Regions from separate parts of the Mus musculus genome. Here region 2 is linked to region 1. A link is a contact called in public promoter capture Hi-C data. All regions are on one chromosome and are shown on one strand. Each heading gives the region's core, a stretch centred on a gene start, on an enhancer-like site or on the middle of the called end of the contact. The rest is flanking DNA. Distances are from core to core; before and after follow the strand shown.

Region 1 (4,627 bases), core at 572-3,071:
CCAAGAAGGTGTTAAACTCCTGTTGTCACTGCATGCAAATTAATTTCTAAAACTCAGCGGTATCTACCCTGACCCATGTTAACAGGAATCGTCTGTCTTTGGAGTGAGTCTGGGAGGATACTGGTTTGATGCTAGTAATGCTTCTCTCAGAACCATGTGACCCTCTTACTCCAGAGAAGACAGGAAACAACAATTCAGAAACTCAATCGCATGCAACATGGTTGGCTGGCTTGGGACTTCTCAGGGTTTAACCAATTATGAGTTCGAAGTCAAGAACAAAAGTAGCAGAACTAGGGACACAAGCAGGATCGTGGTCATCTCCTGATAAGAATGGACCCATGGGGGGATTTTTACTCTTATTAGTCACAGGAACAGGAAGAACATAATCCAGGTCTGAATGCTGTCTTTGTTGTAAATCAGATAGGCCTGGTAGGATAGACTGTATTGTCACAGGCTGAGTGACTCCACCAGATAGAAAATCTCTCCTTACTCTGTTTCCTGTGTCTAAGCTGGAATCTATTCATAGACTTGAGAAGACTAGCTGAAGAGATACCTTTAACTTATATGCCCATGTGCCATGGCCCTGGTGGCATGGTATTATTACTGAAAACAACAGCAATCTATAAATTTACCCGTCTATGAATCTGCTTTTCCTAAAGCAAAACAAAAGCAAAAACACCCCCCAACACACACAAAAACTTTGTAGACTTAAAAATTATATTTTACACACATTATTAAAAGACTACTAGGCAAGAAGCCAACTCCTTCCAGAGAAGTTCTGTGAGGAGAGATGCAATTGATTGATTCCAGGAAGTGAATCATCAGGCAGGATGAAGCTATTTGATTTTGTGTCCCAAGGTCATTTTGTCTAGCAGATGGGAAAGCAGAGATGGTCAAAATTTGAGAAGTTCTTGGCCGAGTTAATCTTACTTCTCTAAACACAGTGAGCTTAGCCGTGAGACTGAGGAGGGAGGGCAGTTCCACTGTTAGAGCACCCAGGAAAGCTGTTCAGGAGATCTTAGAGGGAGGGAGCTCCCATTAAGAGTGCTCTGAAGCCAGCAATGGAAGGGAAGGGAAACAGCAGTTCAGGAGACATCCAGACACACTTCAGAAGGTCCCCAGAAACAGGGTAAACTTTGACCTATGTGACCTCTGCCTGGTATCACTTCACATTTTCAAGATGGTTTCCTGGAGGCACTGAAGAGTGGGACTTAGCCATCAGTCAGAAAGACGCCTTGGCTTAAGATGTCTGTGGCAGTAGCTTCAAAACAAAACAAAACAAAACAAAACAAAACAAAACAAAACAAAACAGAACAGAACTGTGTTTGTTGGGTTACCGTGTCTTTCAGAAGTTGGAACAGCCACTGTGTCTTTCAGCATGGCATCTGGGCCATCTACAAAATCACTTGTCAGTGTCTGTCAGTGGGTGACACTGTCAGCAAACTTGGTGCCTTGTAGTTTGGACTTGTACAGAACCTATACGCATACTTGTTGACAGTCTCCTTTGCAGACACTACAATAAGTGATTGTGTAAAATGTTAGCAACCCTCTTTGATGCCACAGAGCTCACACTCCAGAGATAGTTGGATACACACTCAACTTCCTCATTTAAACTTCTTAACTCCTAACTTATTCATATATTTAAAACAACACCACCACCACCAACAACTCAGCAACCAGTTTGAAAGCATGTTTGGTATGAATGGGTATAAAGTAACTTCTTTCCTGGACTGAATGTAATGATACCTTTTATGATACCCAGTGACTCTCAGATATCAATAAAAATGTTGTGGTTAATGTTTGACTGGGGGGGTGGGTGAAGGGAGAGGCTAGAGGAGCAGAACAGGTTGAGGAAGTGTCTCTTAGGGTTCTTCAGCCACAGCAAGTGTCTCCACGGCTGAATGGACGACAAAAACTTCTAAGCAGCATTTCTTACTTACTGAAAGGTAAGGGTGAATTGTCCTCAGTATTCTTCCAGAAGTTTGTAAGAATGATAACTTAGATGATGGGTGGATGGCTTAAGAAGGGCTGATAAATGTATCCCTTGAGGCCAAGTGTGTACAGCTACAAAAGGTGCTTGTCCCTGGTGTCCTTAGCTTTTGGGGAGGACACAGTTCCTTTCTCTAATAGTTATTTCTCATGAGTCTGTATTTCAGACACTCACTGGATGAAAGTGGCTTTTGGTCGAACTGAACTTGGAGTGGAACTAAGGGAACATTGGGTTCTCTGAGGTGTAAATGAGTGTGAGCACCTGTCATTAGGGATCAGCATCTAAAACTGGTCTGAGAACATTTCCAGAACTATGTTGTAGGAATTGGAGTTAGAATCCTAGTCTCATAAGTTGTGGTGTCTCTCACATGTCTTTAGAGATCATTCAGTCTACTTTTTGGAGGAGACAAATCCAGTGTTGGATTCTTAACACTGTCTGGAACGTGGAAGGGTTGGCACAGAGGAGAAAGGAGACTTTTAAAGAAAGCACTAGAAGAAGAGCGAAAGGGAGACCAGTCCCACCTTGCAGGTGGGAAAGGGAAGTTGCTGTGGGGGTGGGGTGGGGTGCTTCTGGTTCCCTTCATAGCAGATGAACTGTCTGCTAATGAGGGATTCTCAAGATATCATATGCGCACTGGGAATCTTCATAGTTTTGGCCATTGCCAGTGTGTTTTGATTACAGGTGACTTTATAGAAATGACACAGATGCTCCCTGTAGTAGGGTGTACCAAGCAAACTGTTTGGGCAATACTTTCTTTCATACTTTTCTATAAAAATGTAAGTAGCAAGTAAGGCATTGTTTAAAAGAAGAAAGTGCACACTGGGATAACAAGAAAAACAGTCAACATTGAGGTGTTCTAAAGAAATAAAAGGACTCCTTTTCTGGAGAGTCTACAGTTAACTGGGGGACATGCATTTTATGAGTCTTTGGGGTTGGTCAGTTGGGTTGGGCCCATTTCATCATTGATTGGCTAGAGCACATGAGGCTGTGCACTTATGTTCTCTGAACCTTAATCTTTTTCATTTAGATAACAGATAATCTGCCCAAGTGGGTGACCATGAGGAACAAATGCATAGGTAAAGTGCTTGCTGTAATGGTAGCCCCTCAGTGAAGGTTGGCTTTCTTTTTCAGGAGAAAGTCCAGATACTGAGTCAGGTCAAGCTGAGGTGTTACTGTTTGCTCTGTAAGAAAACAAAAACAAAAACAAAAACACCCGCCTTGTGCTTATGATTCTCCTGCATGTTAGGATTATATGTGTGTACCACCACAGCCTTCTAGAAAGATCATTCTCTATTGTGTGCGTGTGTGTGCGCGCACACACACACACACACCACACACACATCCCCCCAAGCTATGTTAAGAACATGGGATTGGACATGATAATAAGAATGATAAGATGATTGGGTTCTGATGAATAATATTCAAAAGTCAAAAGTCCCCCAGACAGTTTCCATATAAGTCTTCAGGTTTGAAGATCTGAGGGAAGATCTGAGCTCTGAGGGAAGTCATTGCTGTTGAACATAAATACTGCATTTGCAGTATTTTCTTCTTACCAAGGCCAAAGTTTGTCCTGTGTCCTACTGTCAAAGGCAGGATCCAGAAAGAGAACCTGCTACACTTTTGTGTTGGGAGAGGACTCTGGGAAGCAACCCTGTGCATCCTTTTGTTCCTGTCTCAGAAGGTCCACGAATAAATGCACATATGGGTGTGGAAACACTTAGTCATTTGTTGTCATAAAATTGTGTTCATTCAGAAACTTCTGGTGTTTAACTTAGAATGGGTCTAGCCTTTCTGTGGCCAACTCATTGATTCTTAAACAATGGAAGATATGATGAATTTTCTTACGTGTCTGACCCATCTGTCATTTGTAAGTTGTGATAATGAACATGAATATTTACTTCAATTTGAGGCATATTAACTTACTACAATAAGACAGTCACCCAGTGACTCAATTATTAATTGTATTAAAATATATATTTTCATGTACATAACACTTAACAGATTAAGCTATATTTCCTAGTTGCATAGGTGGTAAAGAAAACCTTAACTTTTAAAAAAAATTCTCTAATAATGACAATATGAATTTATCTAAGATATCTAGATTCGATACTTTCTTACCATATTTAAAAGGTTATCACTTGTTGGTATGATTAAACCCAGGGCCACAATCATGGTAGGCAAGTGCTACATGCAGCTCTGGAGTGAAGAGAATCAGAACTCTAGGTCTGTGTTTTGGAAGATGTTTAAAGATGAACATGTTCCTCACATGCATGCTGGCTACACTGTGCTTCCGTCTTTGATCTCTGATAGAATTCAGTCAGTAAAGCTTTTTCCTGGGCTTAGTTTCCTGCCTTGTATGATAAGGGGATCCACACCACAGGATTGTTGAGTGTAAATGAATAGATTTTCTAAGGTGCTTAGCTCTAGCAAATGTTTAGTAAATGCAAGCTTGGAAAGACATTCGGTTCATTATACACCTTTAAGGGATAAGGTGCCCTTTATTTGGTAGAATTAAGGTAAGTTCATTTTTGCGTCCTGTCCTCTGATGCATAGTCATCATCAAGGTTTAATTACAGGAAGGAGAACGTTAACTTCTTGTTCTTCAGCAAGATTGTGATTACAATACTGCTTCAAAAT
Region 2 (4,597 bases), core at 1,780-4,279, 230 kb after region 1:
GAGAGAAACAGTAGGGGGAAAACTCCAGACTGAGGACTTTCTTCTATGCTGGACTGAAGTGACCCTGATCTTTATAAGAACTTTTGGAGCCACATTCCTCCACATCTTTAGGGCTCTATTAGGCCTGCTCCTGCTAGGAGTATCCTTATATGTGTGTGCCTTCCTAGGCAAAGCTCAGCCTCATTTTGTTGGTTCCAGACCTCACTGCCTGCCACATTTCCTGGGGTCTAGTAGAACTGTTTGATTTCAATGTAGCGCTCTCTCTCTCTCTCTCTCTCTCTCTCTCTCGGTGTGTGTGTGTGTGTGTGTGTGTGTGTGTGTGTGTGTGTACAGGTTATGTGTTTAGACTGGCACATGACAAAGTGATTTTATTTTGGGAAATATATATATTGAGAGAGGGGACTTAGCACCTGCTGGAAGCAAAAGGAAATTCTGGGCATGCTCAGCGGCGGCATCCTGGGAGAAGGAAAAGATATTTCTGGTCTTCGAGATGGGACCCCTGTGGTTATCTAGGCAAACATTGTCTGTCTGTATTTCCTTGTCACTGTGGTAGGTAAGCCTACTCAATGTCTCAAGAGACCTTAGTCAGAACCCTCCACAGGAGGTCCTTTCTTCCCCAGCCCAAGCAAGAAACACATATGACACATTTCCTAACAGCAGAGAGGACTGAATACAATCTATGCCATGAGCCAAAGATGCCCTTTTTTCTGATTCACAGACCTGCATCTCTTGTAGCATTCGTTTAATCAAATAAATGTCTCCATGAAATGTTCTGAGAGGTAGTGCTTTTTATTTGGGCATGACCCTTTCCAGGGACCTTTTTCATAGTGGAATGCTTATCATGGAACAACCCCCTTGAAAGTGCTCAGCTGATGAGGGTTATATAGAATCTCTTGATAGAGTCTTCCCTCCCCTCACCCTTTAGCAAGCAGCCCTTCTTGAGAAGTTGCAATTTTTTTTTTGTAAACTTCTTTTACTTTTATCACATGAAAATGCCAAAATATTTTGCTAGCTTCCAAGGCAACTAATGGAGAAGGCAGAGTCGCTGCTGTTCAGATATATCCCAAGGATTGGGAGGTGTGTGGGAGCCTAGAGAGCATGGGAGTCACATGTCTGGTGGTGTGCATAAGATAATAAGTTAGTTTGACCCAAGCAAGAGTCACATGACCTCTGGAGACCAGCTTTCTTCTTTAAGCAATGGCTGTATTCTGGGAGCTGCCCCACCTGCCTGTGCCACAGTTGTGGGAAGACTTAGCAAAATGTCTGACGAAGGCTTTGAAGGGGAACAAGCCATCTAGATGCAAGGGGCAGAAATTATACTGTCCTCATCGTCTGCCCCTTATCTAAAGCTAGTGTGGGCAGTTTTATTTTTTCAAGTAAAAGTTTTCTATTCCCAAGTTGAAATGATTAAATTCCATCGGGTTTATGGGACAAAGTTGCCATCTTTCTCACTGAAAATGAAATAGTATCTCTTGTTACTGACTCAGACAAATTTGAGTTTTATCTGAGAACAAGCTTTTACTAAAAGACTTTTTAGTCAGGCTGTCCCTGGATTTGGAAAACATTGCAGCAAACATCTTTTGGGTTGTGGCTTTGCAAAGCATTTATGCAGCCACACAGAGCCAACCATTTCAGAGCTCTTCTTGCTTCACAGAAGGCCAGACATAAGACCTGCTCTGGCTGAAGACAATGTCAGGAGCAATGAAGAAGCCTGGGGCATGGAGCTATGAGCACCCCCTGTGTTGATCACTACGTTCACGGGGTTAAAAGGGCTGAAGTTAGAAAGTTGGAAGGAAGTGAAAGTAGATTAAGTAATAGGTGAGTAAACACAGGTTTACAATGGCATAAGCCAAGTCTTTGCATAAAGACTCATTGAGCCACTTTGCATACTGGGTCTCTGACTTCTAGCCAGCTATCTACCCAACGCATATCATTAATGCTAATAACAGCACACCTTCATTAGCTGCTACTGTGGGAACAAGGAGTATGTGTGAGGCATTGAGCTAGGCAGTTTGCATATATCTCTTCATTTAACTCAGAGGAGAAAAAGAAAAGTCTGTGTTCACTGTTCCCCAAAGTTAAGGTGGTCATGTTTACATTAGCCTGCAGAATGGAGAATAAGAATTGGTCTGAAGGTGTTGTGGCTATCCATGTGTACATACAAAATTGCAATTATGTATTTTTTAAAATGAAGGATGAAATCACTTGACCTCAAACCTCAGAGTGTCCCAATAAAACTGACCCACAAAACTCCTGCTGAAGTCCAGCCTGGCTTTACACCGATGGGTTAACAGAGAGAGGCCACAAGGCTTCAAAGCCCTTCCTCATACCAAGCTTTTTAATGGATGAGTCATAGGAGAAACCTGCAGCTTTGGGCCACAGTGGAAATAACTCATTTCCCCAGTTGCTCAGCAGCAAAACATCAAGGCCAACTGCCTGTACGGTCTAATGGTGTCAAGCACTTTCTTTTCTGGTCTTTGCATTGCTTTTAACATAATGAAACCAACTTTTGTTATCCCCTCTGGAGTTTCATTCTTAAGATCCTATATTTAGGTGTTTTCTCCTCTTGCTTAATAGGAGTCAGGATAAGAAACTCACCAGGCCTAAACTGTCAACTGCCAAAAATAAATCTGTTTTCCCTTTTAATCTTCGCATTAGATTTTGCCAAGCTTCATTACAAAACATGACTAACTACTCTATGGTTTTCACACTGTATGAGCTACAGAGCTTGACTTTCAAAACCCTGAGTGTGTGTTTAGTCATCATTGAAAAAAAAGAGCAGAGAATATTCTCTTGAACTTCTATCCTGTTTAAAATGTTAATTTCACATTAAACCATGCCATCAATGGATACTGATATCATGGGAATCAATGAACCTAGAAGTACCAGGCAGAATACGTATGTTCTGGAACTTTCTCCAGTATGAAATCACGCAAGGCTCTTCAGGCCTTTCAGTGTAACTGTTTCCTCCAGATTGAAACTTCCCTTCCTGGAGGAAATGGGGAGTGGCTCAGAGGACGCGGAAGGCTTGGAAAGTTACAAGATTTGTGAGACTCCTTCCCAAGTTGATATTGCTGGGGTGGGGTGAGGGCTGGGTGGAGGCCTGTAAGACTCTTTTTTTCAGTGCAGCTGCAGCATGTTGGGCAGGGGGCTCTCAGGGATACACTTTTCCTGAGTCATCACCCATGCTGGGGTGATCTTTTCAATGCTGTGGCTGCTTGTGTGCCACCCCTACCCCTGTGGATAACCCCAATAAACTGACTGGGTCAACATAGACCTTGGTAAAATCCTTTCTTTGATCACTCATTGGCACCGTATCTGGAATGAATGAACATTGCAGACCTCTCACGAGGAAAAGTCACACAACAAAGCCCAGTTAGAAACTGATAAGAACTTTTACAAAAATAAATTTTATGAAAACAAGGCCACAGTGTATATGGTTGCTAGGAAAGACAACATGTTTACTAAACAAGACATCTCTGCTGCTTAGTTTTTGTTGACTTGATACAACCCAGGGTCATCTGAGAAGAAGGAACCTCAGTTGAGAAAATGTATCCATTAGACTGACTTTGAGGCAAATCTGTGGGACATTGGTTAGATTGCTGAGGAGTAGCCCAGTAAGGGTGACACCATCCCTGGACAGGTGGGCCTCAGCAAGGCCCATTCCTTCATGGCCTCTGCTTTATTTACTTTCTGCTTCTAGGTTCCTGCCCTGACTTCTCTCAGTGATGGACTGTGATACAATAGACACGTTCCTTCCCCAAATTGCATTTGGTCATCATATTTTATCATATCAGTAAAACCCTAAGTAGGACAACATCTAAAGAGAAGTCTGCCTTGGGGGATGTAGTACAGCTTCAATCTGTTTCCTTTGTGCCTTGCATCTTTTTACCACACCTTCATGTTCCTACTTATATTCAGAATTCCAGCACTCAGGGCCCGAATTCCTCTTATTTGCTAGATCCCTGGGGTCCAAAGCTGAAACTGTGAAGCCTTCTATCTAGTGATAGAAATAGGTGCCATGAAAAGATTCATTCCTGCCACAATGGAGAACACTCTTTCATACAGAATGGAGCATAACTGGGGCTGTATAACTTTGGGGATGGACATGTTGATGAAGTGACACTTAAGATGGATTTCAAATGCTTGCTAGCACTTATCCAGCCAGAGAGAGAATGGGGAAGGGCACAGCAGAGAATGGAGATGGTTGGTGCAAGAGGTACAAATGTCTGAGGGATGGGGTGTCTTTAGCATGGTGATAGTGGTAAAGAGGGGACTAAGAAAAAGAAGAAAGTCAAACCAGATGCTGAATGCAAATTTCAAAAGGTCTGTAGTTCTAAGATACGGATTGTGGATCATGGAGAAGCAGGGACTAGAAGGGTCTCAAGGGAGTTCCTGGTCTGCCTAGATACTTGTTGGAAAGGCAACTTAGCTAGACAGGAGGCGGCATTAGTTTACTCCAGTGCATGAGGGTTATCCTGAAGTACAAGGAGACAGAATGGTAATGTGTTCATGTCTTCTGATGTTGGAGACTGCTGTTCCAGACCCAGGAGACTCAGTGGTGCAGCCAAAGGCCAGAGTACCAAGAGAATGGATA

Evidence for each region. Promoter capture Hi-C pulls out the DNA fragments that hold promoters and counts their contacts.
Region 2: a promoter capture Hi-C map of the HPC-7 cell line shows a contact between it and region 1. The contact joins the enhancer-like site here to the promoter of Cdh17 in region 1. A contact is called at or near these places in 4 of 39 promoter capture datasets (the C10 cell line, the HPC-7 cell line, cranial neural crest and 1 more) and 2 of 115 datasets of contacts at active chromatin or transcription factors (CD8 T cells and pancreatic cancer cells).

What each region holds. Positions count from the first base shown.
Region 1 is chr4:11,756,336-11,760,962 of GRCm38.p6, forward strand. Cdh17 (cadherin 17) reads left to right here and starts at 1,822. Exons shown (of 18, transcript NM_019753.4): 1 at 1,822-1,946.
Region 2 is chr4:11,987,707-11,992,303 of GRCm38.p6, forward strand. All of the region lies in intron 4 of 1700123M08Rik (RIKEN cDNA 1700123M08 gene), which reads left to right. Among named protein-coding and RNA genes, the nearest start is that of Gm52722, 5.3 kb to the right of the region's middle. Within about 2 kb of position 3,030, at least 163 of the 459 cell types and tissues checked have an H3K27ac peak or open chromatin away from gene starts, as enhancers often do. A contact at or near this core is called in CD8 T cells, the HPC-7 cell line, neural stem cells and 1 more, where this site is marked.